3 separate regions of the Mus musculus genome follow, and all the other regions are linked to region 1. Evidence: chromatin contacts called from public Hi-C and HiChIP or PLAC-seq data. All regions are on one chromosome and are shown on one strand. Each heading gives the region's core, a stretch centred on a gene start, on an enhancer-like site or on the middle of the called end of the contact. The rest is flanking DNA. Distances are from core to core; before and after follow the strand shown.

Region 1 (4,349 bases), core at 797-3,296:
TGTGCTCATCTTCTGCTAGGTCCCAGCCACAGGGGCAGCTCTGACACCATCTTTTATGGGTCTCACCTGGAGCTTCATCACTCACCTTCCTATCTTTGTCTGTGGCACTTTCCTATTAGATATGAGTCCTTCCTTCTGTGGATGGGATGCTCATTACATCATTGGGGTTCATGAACTAGGTTTCACCCCAGACAATTTTGTGGTCCCCACCCCCAGGGCTCTCTATTCTTTCCAGTTGGAACTCAGCCTCATCCTAACTCTAATCCTTTCCCAAAAGCTAGGCCAAGGGTGGCAACTTAGGAGAGGCTTTAGAGATGTGTGCAGAGAAAGAGGCCAGCATGCAGACTCCTCAGGACAACTCCAGGACATCCCAGGGAAAGCATCCACTGGGAGGTGTATGGGTACACTGGCGGATAACCATGCTGGGAAAGACCAGCCTTTGCTACACACACACACACACACACACACACACACACACACACACACACACACACACAGACACACACACATAGACACCCACATACATAGACACAGATAGCCACACAGGCAGACACATATACACACACACACATACACAGACACACACACACAGAGACACACACAGACACAAAGTCTTGAAAGTGGCATGGGCAATTCTTTTGTGTAGAAGCCATCCCTACAAAACATAGTCTCTGTTGGTGGTTTCCTTCTCTATCTTTCCTTTACAAACCCTCACTAGAGCCTAGTGAGCAGACTAGGCGATCTGCTCATAAAAAACACAATCAAAACAACATAAAATTTGTTTCCAAGGACATGAAGACTTTGAAAAATAGTAGTTTAAGTTGCAACATTAAGTTTGGGTTGTACGGCCCCAACTACCTGAAAATATATTAGGATTCTTCTTTACTTTCATATTGATGTCAAAATTATTATACAATAATAAGTTCTTGAGAATGTATCAGACAAATGTCACAGTGGTAACTGAGTTAAAGCTTGGTCTAAAGACCTATGTGTTTCCAGTATTACCAAAATAGAATTGTGATATATGAAATACATAAACACGATTAAAATGGAAAAGGGGGGTGGATCATACCTGAGGATAGAAAGCCTAGGTCAAAGCCCAGAAACACATGTATTCTCACTAAAATTGTATTCTTTCACATAGGAAATGGTGATAATTGCTTCCCTTGGCTACTGTCAGAATCAGATGACAATCTGTTCATGAAAATAAACTATAAGCTCTAACCAGCTCAATTCAACTCTATCATTATTCTTAGGATTATTTTCCTGAAGAAAATGCCTCTGACAATAATGAAACATTCCCTAATTGCTTTACATGTGATACAAATGTGTTGTTGTCTTTCAAGAAATTTCCAAAACATAGGAGGAAAGTCAGAATTAGAATATTCTTCTTAAAATGTGTGTGCTTTCACTTTAAAACATTCTCTTATAAAGTTGTTCTTTTCTAGTTTCAGCTTAGGAAGGTTTGTGGGAGGAGGGGATGGCCCAGGCCACACAGCAGAGCACCAGAGTCCTGCACACCCTTTAACCACAATTGCGTGCAGATTGTTTCCCAGAGGGAAAGTAGAAGCTGAAATGCAGAAGATAGATGAAGGAATGAGTCCCAGTGGTGAGGAATCATAGAAAGAGCTAATCAGGCTAGAGAGATGGCTCAACTGCTAAGAGCACTCTTCTGCACTTTAGATTCCCAGCATCTGTATGGTGGCTCACACTCATCTGTCACCATGGGATCTGACATCCTCTTCTGGTGTGCAAATGTACATGCAGGCAGAACACCTATATACATAAATGAATGAATCTTATTTTTTAAAAAAGGCTAAGACAGGTTTGGCATAGAACTGTCCTAAGTAACTCTGAAGAATAGCTCTACAGTACTCTTCTCAGTTTGTAAAATGAATTATTAAGAGTCTGTAGCTCATGGTCCCAAGTCAATTTTGTTTCCCTTGCTCTGCTCCCATCCAAGATCCCACCTCCATCAATGACACCCACGGTCTCTGACTCACTCTGAGTCTGAGCCACTTGAAATTGGTGAGACATAGCTTTTTGGACTTAGTCACTCAACCTCAACAAACAATATAAAAGGGGTCATGCTGTTACTTGGCATTGCTGTGGCTGATGTTGACTTGTCAGAATTAAGATGGTAGCTTTTGTTCTGTGAATCACACTATCAAATCCTGAGCACTGTTTATACATCGTCATAATAATACCTTTCTCTACTTAAGAGGAAGACTCTGAAAAGAAGGCCAGGGGAGTACCAACTTCTCTTGTATTGTCAACTGCAAATTAACAATCTATTTCCAAGAGAAAAAACCTTCCTTTCCAGCAAAGACGTCCATACCCTCTGCACATGAGGTAGGCAGGTTGTGTAGTAGGGATGCAGATTCTCCCTTGTCATCAGTCAATGCACCTCTGCACCATGTACTCACTGAGGCTGTTGGGATGACAACGTCACCTTGGGTGGACTCCAGGGACTTCTGTCTAAGAAAGGGGGCAGCTAGGCTTTGTCTTGTGGTCTGGCATCCTCGGGGGCCTAAGGAAAGTTGACTTCCTTGCCCTGGCTCCACCAGCTTCTGGTACTCTTCTAACCTGCCCTTGCAGCCCACAGGATCGTGACTCCACCGGGATAAAGAACAATGTGAGGCAGGCATTTCCCTTCTGCTACTGACTAATCTCCCACCTCCTGGAAGAGCAACTGCCATGCGATAAGCATGCAAGAGCTGAAGAAAATGATCAATAAATAAACGTCTTCCTGTTGAGTTAGTAGCTTTGTCTCCTTTACAAAACATTCCTTGCTTGGTTGTATCTTTCCTCTGGGCAAGGTCAGAGGTGCCACATTCCATAATACCAAATGCAGCATTTCACTTGGTATCAGCTGATAACTTTAAGCTCTGCGTCTTCACTAATTTTTAAGTTTCTGAAGAGCCCAGCTCTTGGCTCTGGATGTTGACAGTGCCACCTTAGGTTCATTGTTCAGAGAAGGCTTGAAGTGGCAATCACAGTAACAGCTATACTAATCCCAGATACTCCCTGCCCACACATACTTTAGGCACATTTGTTTCAGGTAATTCTTGAAACAATGTTATGACATTGGCAGCACACTGAAAACAGAAGATGCTGCCCAACAGACACAACCTGAATTCCAGCTGTTCTTGCAGCAGAGCTGTCTCAGTGCATACAGCTGGGCACTCAAGCAAGCGGCAGGAGTGACATGAGGAGGAAGGCTCACCAAGTTCTTAAGTACTGCCTAAAGTAAAGCTAAACTAAGAGCATATAAGTTGCTTTTAGCAACTAAGGCCTCTCAGTGATTCCTGACAGACTAAAAGTTCCCTTACTGTTATTTATAACATCATATAGATGGCAGAACATCTAACAAGCTTGAAGAGCAAACACATTACTGACCTCCTACTTTCTTTTATAAAGAAACTTTAAATATGTTATGATATAGAAATTTAAATATTATATAATTCAAAGAATTATACAAGAATTATTACAAGTTACTGCTAATGCATACCATTTGATTAATGCTTACCAACTGTTGTCTGTCCACTGGAGGACACAGTGGAGAAGTCTTATGTTACAGCAAGGGATTATTAACACTGCCAGGGAAGAAATCTGTAGCTATCAGATTTATTCAGTACCGAACAAGGTTATATTAAGTCAGGCTTCTGAATCCACAGTCCTTAGAGATCTTTAAAAAGAAAGCCAGCAGTCAGCCATTCTGGATGGATGGCTACATCTAAAGACAAAGAGACCCGAGGGTTCCTATTCTACCGCTAAAGGCCATAGAACTACAAATCCCACTTTGTGAGATTTAACACATCACATTTCAAGAGACTAATTTAGTACAATTTTTTTTGGTAACTCATCTTCATCTTTCTTACACTCCTCTCAGCAAACAGACATTAGCTATCAGTCACACCAGAGACAGGAAGCAGAATGAGAAAATATTCCTGATAAAAATTCATACACTGACAGTGAGCTATTAAAATTAACCTTACCTGCTTATTTATGCATTTTAAGGTGGCCATTTATAAACTTTTAAGTTATATATATGATTCATACTGTTTCAGCTTTGGATGTGGTTAAAGGAAGCTATTGAGGGATTAACAGAGGGAACACTATGCCAGTGTGTTCAGTGCAGCAGGGTAGTGCTTTGAGGGAGAAATGCTGCAGTGGTTTGAATAATAAGGGCCCGACAGGTTCATATATTTGAATGCTTAGTCACCAAAGAATGTTTAACTCTTCTGTAGGATTAGAAGGATTAGGAGATGTGGCCTTGTTGGAGGAAGTATGTCACTAGGAGTGGGCTTTGAGGTTCCAAAAGCCCATGCCAGGCTACATCTTCTCTC
Region 2 (4,411 bases), core at 408-2,907, 310 kb before region 1:
CCCATATGAATCTAGTAGTCTCAATGGGCTGGTCACTATGTTTTTTTTTTTTAATTTAATTGCTATAGCCATATGAAATACCAAGGATTGTGGCAGAGCCAATATTTTGCTCTATTTGCAAGTTTATCAATTAACCCTCTATTTTTAATGGATGCTAAGTGAAGATGCTTGGGTCCAAGACAAAGGACATTATTACTTAGGGACATAGAAGTAACCAGAGCGCAAACAGTTCCTTGAAGCACATCTCCAAGCCTCACTTACCACAGTGAGTCCAAGGAGTGATGGATAAGAATAGTAGGCTACGTTACAGGGGAAAGACTCGCTCACATTCAGGAAAGCTGTGTCTTGTAAAACCTCCAAGGCTATTTACCATGTAGGATAGAGGCGATCGGGGCCTCTGCTCTCCTGGCACACAGAAAGGCCAGGCTCATCCATGAAGAACCATCCCCTCCCATGATGAGATTCTGTAATCATTTCCCGTACAGATGAGGAGTGCAAGACACGGAAAGGATCCCTTGGATGTTAGAAGACTTTCATTGAAGCCATCGGCATTTGCCTTCCCATGGGAATGTTTTAGGATTTATCAACTCATTTCATTTACTACAGGAAACAGATTTCTGTCAGGCAGCTATTCTCAACCTGTGAGTCCCAACCTCCCCCACCCACCCCCACCCCCACCCCCAGGGGTTGCATATCAGATAGCCTACATATCAGATATTTATATCATGATTCATAACAATGGGAAAATTGCAGTTATGAAATAGCAACAAAATGAGTTTATGATGGGGGCGGGCCACCACAACACGAGGAACTGTATCAAAGGCTCACAACCTCAGGGAGGTTGAGGACCACTGACTGCTGGTGTTGCGGCTGAGCTCACAAACTGGAAGAGAGCGGGTTTGGGCATCAAGATGTATCCTAAGACGATGCTTTGTATTGGGTGTCTTGAAAAAAATATATTATGGTTTCATCTCTGGAATATCAGTTTAAAGTGTGACTATAAACTTCCTCACACGGTCTCACATCTACTATGCCCAAGGGAGCAACCAATGTTGCAGTAGGAAGAACATAATACACTCCTGATGTGAGGTGGTGCCATGTTGTGATTCTGGCCTGCACTGCTAACTTTTCTGAGGTGTTGCCCTATGGGTGAGCTAGGGAGTCTCTGCAGGGTCGATGCAGGTGCTAAAGATAAATGGAAGTGAGTTTCCCAGCACAGCATTCTGACACCCAGTAAGTGCCAGCAGTAGACAGCCACACTGAGCTGCGGGGTGGCAGCAAGCCTCTAACTTCCATTGCTGTCGAAATTTGGAAGGTTCAAGAACAAAATCAGAAGGAGATTTTTTTTAAGCCCTCTCTTCCTCCATATAAAAGCTTTTATAGGCACTGAAGATGTGTCACGCTGAATTCAACCTTTTTCATTCAGATTAATTTTAAACGTGGAGTGAAAAATGCTTCCAGCTGTCAAAGCACTGGCTGTTAGCAACAGCACGGGTGTTGTTCTTTTAAAAGGTCTCCTAATATTTCCCTTAGTAACTTGAAGCAGGGGAGCTTCTTTTTCTCTAGAATGATGTGAATAAAATACAGCTGTGTGGCAGAGGCAGGCGTCGGGCTGAGGAGCTTGGCAGTCTACAAGTGCCGTGATGCTGAGATCATGACTTATCACTGGAGCTTGTGATGTGCTCAGAGACGCCTTTTGTGTTTGATTTCCCAGCGATTCACATGGAGAAGTGTGGGAGATGAGCTTGTCTTTTACGTCCGGTTAAAAGTTACCCCACAGACATTAGAGGAAAGCAAGAAACACTGCCTACTCAGTGGGCAGGCTCCTACAGAGGAAGAGACACACTCAGCAAACAGTTGTGTGCTCGGGCTCTGGCAGATGGAGCCTTGCGTCCTTTGGCGAATTCTTCCACCCTGTAAAGTTTAATGATTTGCCCTCCCCACAGATTGCTGAACCAATTATTGCCCACGACTGTTTGATGTTGATTTGCTTCAAAAAGCCTCTCAACTTTAACTAATAGTTGCAATCTGAATTAACAATAACCAAGGAAGTATGGAATTGATGGGTGCATTCTGGTGATTCACTCCATACTCAGCTTGTTATCTGCATGAAATACAACTGTGGCTCCATGAATAATTCTCAAAAAATGTTGAATTTAAAATGAGCTCTGGGTAGGATAAACAGTAGTTGAATAATGCTTAAACTCCACCATCTGGTATTCTAGTATTTTAATGTGAGCTGAATTTCTTTTATTAGGTGCCTATTTGAGATTCTTCCTGTAGAGATCGTTCTGCCGAAGGAGTTCTGTAAGCTGAGGAGAAGCACAAGTTATGATTCAGGACCATTTTCTTTTATAGCAATGCTCTTAAAGGGAAACCCAAGCCGTAAAATCCCAGTCATCGTCCCTAGGGTGCAACTAAAGAATCCCTGACAAAGTTTCTCTTAATTCAGAGGATTTATTTGTGAGACTCCATATGGTTGGTGCATGGTACATGCAGAAGGAAGGGAAGAGTCACTTGGGGAACAGGGATGAAGGGAGGGCCCAGAAACAGGAAACAAAAAGAAACGACTGCCAGGGCACATGCTTGGCCTATGGAAGTAAAACAGAGTAAATGAAGGTTGTTTTTTTTTTTTTTTTTTTTTTAATGAAATGGTATTTAAAAAGGATCATCATACCTGTAAAAATAATAATTAATGAGAAATAATAATCAATGTTGGGGCTGGAGAGATGGCTCAGAGATTAAGATCAGGATCTGTTCTGCTCTTCCAGAGAACCTGAGTTCAGTTGCCAGCATCACTTGGGTGGTTCAAAACCCCCTGTACCTCCAGTTTCCGGAGGGTCTAAAGCCTCTAGAATCTATGGACACCTGAAGACATACACACTTTAAAATAAAATAAAATATAATATAATATAATATAAAAGCGAACACTATTTTCTGAAAGTTTTAAGCTAAGCTAGCTACTCCTGTAATTTAAGATAGCATTTGCATGAGAGATGTTTTCTTCCCGATGTGAGAGGCTCAACACAAGCTTATGTAGAAGAGTCAAGTGACAATAATCTTGAACTATACATAGCACCCTGACAAAAATATTTCCACATGCCTTATCCCATTTGACTGAAACAGCAGAACTGGGTGTCTCCACCTGATTCTGTGTCTCACCCACAGGGCCAGTTACTGAATGACAGAACCTTGAGGTCAGTTTTACTTTTCAAAATCTCAACTCTAACTCTTATATTTTAAATTAGTCAAAGTGGAGAGGATATACTGCATATATTGAAAAAAAAAAAAAAAAGCCATGATCTGCCTGGAATGTAGCTTCTGATGTTCAATTACAACTGCCTAGGAAACTCTGGCTCCAATACCAACTGGGGAAAAAAAATCTGTGCTCTCCACAACTGACAGCAAGGCCCCACTGCTGAAGGTAGCACTCGCACAACTCACTGAATGTGGAGAAGTCGAGACGGTGTTGTCTACATAGAGCCCCTACCCCTGTGTTCCAGCGTCTTTGGTACAGGAAGATACTCTGCATGCTACCAAAAGAGAAACGTAAAAAACACCAAGCCTTTGACCACCTTGCAAGATTTGCCAGGGCAGTGGTGGCACAAAGCTTATGGAAGTAACCAACTCATAAGTTGACTTGACTTAAGACCCACTCCACAATTAGGAAGCCATACCCAATACTGCTTGGGTGACCAAGAGCCTGAAACTAGATAGCCCAGGGACCTAGGGACAACCCAAATACTACCGTACCCTCCTCTCTGTCTTTCTCTCTGTGTGTCTCTCTTTTCCCTCCTCCCCCTTCTCTCTGTCTAATGTATATATGTAATATATAGATAGATGATAGTGTTAAAACGATTCCTCATGATAGTCTGCTATACTCATAGATCAATGCTTTGTTGAGAAATCATCAGAGAAGTTTCCTCCTGCAGCAGATAGGAACACATACAAAGACCCCACAGCCAGACATTGCACAGAGAGAGAGAGAGAGAAAGAGAGAGAGAGAGAGAGAGAGAGAGAGAGAGAGAGCACAACTGACCAACATTGGAATATTCAGTGCTAAACAGGATAGTCCCATCAAATCCCTCTTCTTGGAGCTCAAGGAACCTGCAGAAGAGGAGCTGGGAAAATTATATAAGAGCCAGAGGGTATGGGGAACACCAAGAACACAAGACCTTCTAAATCAACACGATCAAAGATCACATGAACTCACAGAGACTGATGCAGCATGCACAGGGTCTATGCAGGTCTGCAACAGGTCCTCCACATATAGATTATGGGTTCTTGTTTAGTGATTTTTGGGGGAGGGTATTGTTTTTAACTTAATGTTTTTATTCATTATTTGGAAATTTCACATAATGCACCCCAATCCTATGCACTTCCCAGTCCCTTCAGGTTCACATCTCCCAGG
Region 3 (4,111 bases), core at 1,219-3,718, 420 kb after region 1:
ATTCAGGGGCGTCCAGCTGGAGGATGAGTGGGCTTGGGGAATTCATAGTGATTTCATTTAGAGGTCCAACTTCTTGTCAAGGCTTAGACAAGCTCGTTTTTCCTCCATTACTCTATTTTCTACAGAGTAATTGGGCTGTAAATATGGTGGGCCAAGGCTCTGAGTATTTGCCGAGATATAAAGTGCTATCAGCTACTTTCTTGCTCTGGAAACCAGTGATGCACTGTGTCTCTTGCATCTTATTGGCTAACACAGCAACAGGCTCAGAAGGAACAAGAACAGGTCTCACCTTTGAAAAGGGAAGGATGTGAAGAATCTGTGGCCATCTCTAACTGGCTGGACCAGATTCAGAACAGAAAAAGAAAAAAACTGATGAAGAACACTGGACTTTTCAAAAGTGAAAACGGCAATGTCCATGTAGGTAAGAGATGAAGGGAGAGGGGCCACTGCAAGATAAACGCAGAACTGAAAGGGCCCTGATTCTGTGGGTCTGAGGAAGCCAAAAGATTTAAAGTTACAAGGTTATATAACTTTAATAGTTTATCAAATATAGTATTTTTTATATACTTACATACTTAATATATTACCTATGTACTTATGTTTAATAATATATTAAATATAACATGTAATATTATATACTTATATTTAATAGTATATTTGATATAGTGTATATAATATACTTATATGTAATGATATTGCTAAATATAGTGTATTTAATAAGCTATTAAATAAACTGTTAAATATACCATATTTAATCATTTATTAACTAGTATAGCACAACCATGCTAGGCAATGCAAAAAGAAAACTGTAGTAGGCTAATATTTTCAGAGTGAAGAAAGGACCAAACTGATGAAATAGTAAATATTCCCACCTGGTTTTCAAAATTGAATTTCTGAAGTCCATTTCATCCAAAAGTGAGAATCAGGTTATTTAGAGCAAGCAAAATTTGCAGTGTTCCTTGATCCTCAGGTTTATGTGACCATCTCCTCCTCAGAGTTTTAGCCAAATCTCTCTCCCCTCCCTCTCCCCCTCCACCCTCTCCCCCCTCCCCTCCCCCTTCTCTCTCTCTCTCTCTCTCTCTCTCTCTCTCTCTCTCTCTCATGTTCCATCTCCTATTTCCTGTCTCAGCTCATTGGCCATAGTCTTTTTTATTGACAAGTTGGGCTTCCATAAAGTAAATAATAGGTTCTCTGTACCTATAGCCTCAGTTGGCAAGAAAAGCACTAGTCTGGGGAGTGGAGGGATTGGTTCTTTTTAAATATTTTTAAATCCTTCAAAGTTAGCATACTTACCTGGGGACTATACATGAAGGTTTGATGGAAACTCCAATTTCATACTAGTCCCTTCTGGTGAACAGCTTCAGGAATCAATCCCTGGATTTTCAAGTAGAAATATATCTATTCCCCAAGTTCAGTCTACTTCATAGATGGTACTAGAGTTATCTTTTCAGAAGGGGACTGTTAAGGTAACCTTGAACAGTTCCATTAGGGAGAGCTCATTTCTCCTGCTCAAAAATCTGCCCTTATCTTCAGGTGGACGCCTAACATTCAACCTTCTCAAAGTACAAGGGTTAATCCAGCTGGGCCTGTCCGTCATCTGTGCAGGGCCCACTCTCCCAAGTCCCACAGCCAGTGATGGGGCAGCGCTGGATAGACGTCCTCTCTAGTGACCCCGGGGCCAGCCCTCCCAGTTACTACAGGTCACGGTGAGGGGGAGGGGAAAGAGCATCACAACGCACCCATGCCATCTCACCGCAGACAAGTGCCCTCACCCTTGGGGCTGGTTCACCTGCAATCCCTCCACCAGGGCCAGCTCTACTGTGCTGACTGGCGAGGCTCAGGGCCCATTCTCCCGAGAGCCGCCAGCAATGAGAGATGGAGCCAGCTCTCCAGAACAAAACATCCAGTGAGGGACGAGGCCATTCTCTCTGGCACCCCTGGCACCTCTTGAAACTTTCCCAGGTTCTCAATGCACATAGTGGTCAAGGCTCTAGACCCAACACAGGGAACAACAGCACATAGGGATCTTCTCTCTATGCTGTATGGTCTCCATAGATGGCCTGCCTGCCGAAATCTGCTTTGAACAGATCTTCTTCAGTTTCACTAATCTCTTCACTGTGAGAGTGAAGGGAGTTGGTTAGCGGCAAGGGGTAGGATTTTCCCCTTTATCACTATATACTTTAGCCCCTACTCTTGCCAGAAAGGTAGTGGTAAGTCCCCAAGCTTAGACCCTTGTTACTAAATTTCAAAGTCTGGGCCTTTAAGTAGACAGAGCAGGACCTAACATCTTTTGTGGTAACAGCAAGAGAGTCTCTCAAATCCCACAAAGATGTAGTCATCTTTCCTAGTATAACAAACATCTGATCTTTGTGAGTTTCATAACCAATTGCAGATGCAGCTGGGGGTTTTCCACTACATTCTTCGAGATTCTCCCTGTCAACTTTTTAGCAAGTGATGTCATCACTAAGGGCCTCCAGGGAGCAGAGGGATTGCATGTGTCTTGAGTCTGTGTCCAGATTACAATGGTGTATATAAATCACATTACAGTATTTGAAAATATGTGACTCGTTATTTTCTTTGGACCACTGAAGTGCAGCATTTAAAAAGTCCAAATTAAAATTTTTGGTTTATTTCCCAGACTAGAGCTCATTGTATCCAGAGATTTATGAGTTCCTTCAGAGAGATAAGACCCAACTTCATTCCACTCATAAGAAGAAAAATAACCACTGTAGATACCCCGTGGCTTCTATCTCCTGTAGCAAGCTTCCTGTCTCCAAATTCCTAAGGATTGAGAGGACAAATAAACAGAGGATCTTGGGTGGACAGGGGAGAATATCACAGCAGGATGGGGAACATGCTTCACCAGACAACTGAAAAATAAAAATAAAAAAGAGGGAATAGAAACAAAATCTCCCAGATAGTGTTTGATGTTTTCATACGTAATACAAATATGAAGAACATGTTAGTGGCATGTATCATGAATCAGTTTAAGGCATTATTGTCACAGGCACTTGACTGCAGTAAGAACTACAATGTACATTTATAATGAGTAAATGTCATCTTTTGTGCTGTCCACCAAGTCCTCTTAAGAGATCCCTGTGAGAAGGGGAGGGACCCCAAATGGCATGATCAAGGTGGGACATAAAATCACAGCAGGACAAGTCACCAGTGTTTAAGAGGGGTTAGCGTGCTTGGCCTTGATCTGAACAAAATAAAGTGAATGAAACTTCCCAGGAAATATTTCTGGAGTACACTGAGGCCAACTGTTTGGTTGGACAATACTCTAGTCAAGTGTTGCGCTAGAACACATGAGACGGGTACACAGATCTGAGTCTAGTGAGACAATCTAGGCAGTGCTTGGAGCAGGATTTAAGTATCAGAAGCAAAGCATTGATTACTCTCCATTGTTGAATTTTCAAGGTGTCAATCAACTCCTAACAATGGTAATGGTTTTTTTTTTAATTTAACATTAAGTTTATTTATTTATTTGTTTATTTATTTGTTTGTTTATTATTTGTGTGCATGTGTTGGATGCGGGCGAGTGTGTGGGAGTTCAGAGGACAGTTTATGGCAGTCCACTTTTCTCCTTCCATAGCGTGGATCCTGGGAATTGAACTCTGGCCAGCTGCCTTGGCAGTGAGTGCTTTTACCCACGGAGCCACCTTGCAGGCCCCAAAGTAGCTTTTATTCTGGTGCCTGCGCTCCACTTCCACTCCACAGCAAAGCAGAGTAGGATCTGAAGAGTTGTAACAGTCTACCCAGAAGACGATTCTCTAGACGCTTCTTTGACCAGCTTTTGAAGCTGTGATTTGGGGCAACCATGATGAAAGCAAGCTGGAGCGGCCCTCAGAGACTGTAAATCAGGGGCAACCATCCCTGCAGTAGGGAAGTGCGGTACCAGAGCACTTTCTGTGGTCGGTAGAGAGCAAGTGAGCGACCTGTGGAGCAGGTTCTCTTAGCTTCCTTGTCATGATCAGCTGAGCCACATTGTGCTGCTCACAGAGGTAAGGCTCCTGTGGCTCGGCTCGGTGAGTATGTTGACTAGGGAGGGTTAGGGGTCTAGCCTTTTTCCCTTAGAGAATTGGAAAGCAGAAAATATAATTTAGTGCCA

The links. HiChIP or PLAC-seq counts read pairs in DNA pulled down with a chosen protein or histone mark. Hi-C and Micro-C count contacts between places; a contact is called where the count stands out from the background.
Region 2: a contact with region 1 is called in a Hi-C map of adipose-derived mesenchymal stem cells, with 2.0 times the contacts expected there. The contact joins two enhancer-like sites. A contact is called at or near these places in 2 of 484 Hi-C or Micro-C datasets (adipose-derived mesenchymal stem cells and nephron progenitors).
Region 3: a contact with region 1 is called in a CTCF HiChIP or PLAC-seq map of the NIH/3T3 cell line, with 9 read pairs. The contact joins two enhancer-like sites.

Annotation. Positions count from the first base shown.
Region 1 is chr17:64,091,613-64,095,961 of GRCm38.p6, reverse strand. The region is part of intron 16 of Fer (fer (fms/fps related) protein kinase); the gene reads right to left. Among named protein-coding and RNA genes, the nearest start is that of Gm46590, 40 kb to the left of the region's middle. Within about 2 kb of position 2,046, at least 37 of the 459 cell types and tissues checked have an H3K27ac peak or open chromatin away from gene starts, as enhancers often do. A contact at or near this core is called in the NIH/3T3 cell line and adipose-derived mesenchymal stem cells, where this site is marked.
Region 2 is chr17:64,405,012-64,409,422 of GRCm38.p6, reverse strand. No RefSeq gene overlaps it. Among named protein-coding and RNA genes, the nearest start is that of Mir6420, 34 kb to the left of the region's middle. Within about 2 kb of position 1,657, at least 63 of the 459 cell types and tissues checked have an H3K27ac peak or open chromatin away from gene starts, as enhancers often do. A contact at or near this core is called in adipose-derived mesenchymal stem cells, where this site is marked.
Region 3 is chr17:63,676,793-63,680,903 of GRCm38.p6, reverse strand. No RefSeq gene overlaps it. Among named protein-coding and RNA genes, the nearest start is that of Fbxl17, 180 kb to the right of the region's middle. Within about 2 kb of position 2,468, at least 51 of the 459 cell types and tissues checked have an H3K27ac peak or open chromatin away from gene starts, as enhancers often do. A contact at or near this core is called in the NIH/3T3 cell line, where this site is marked.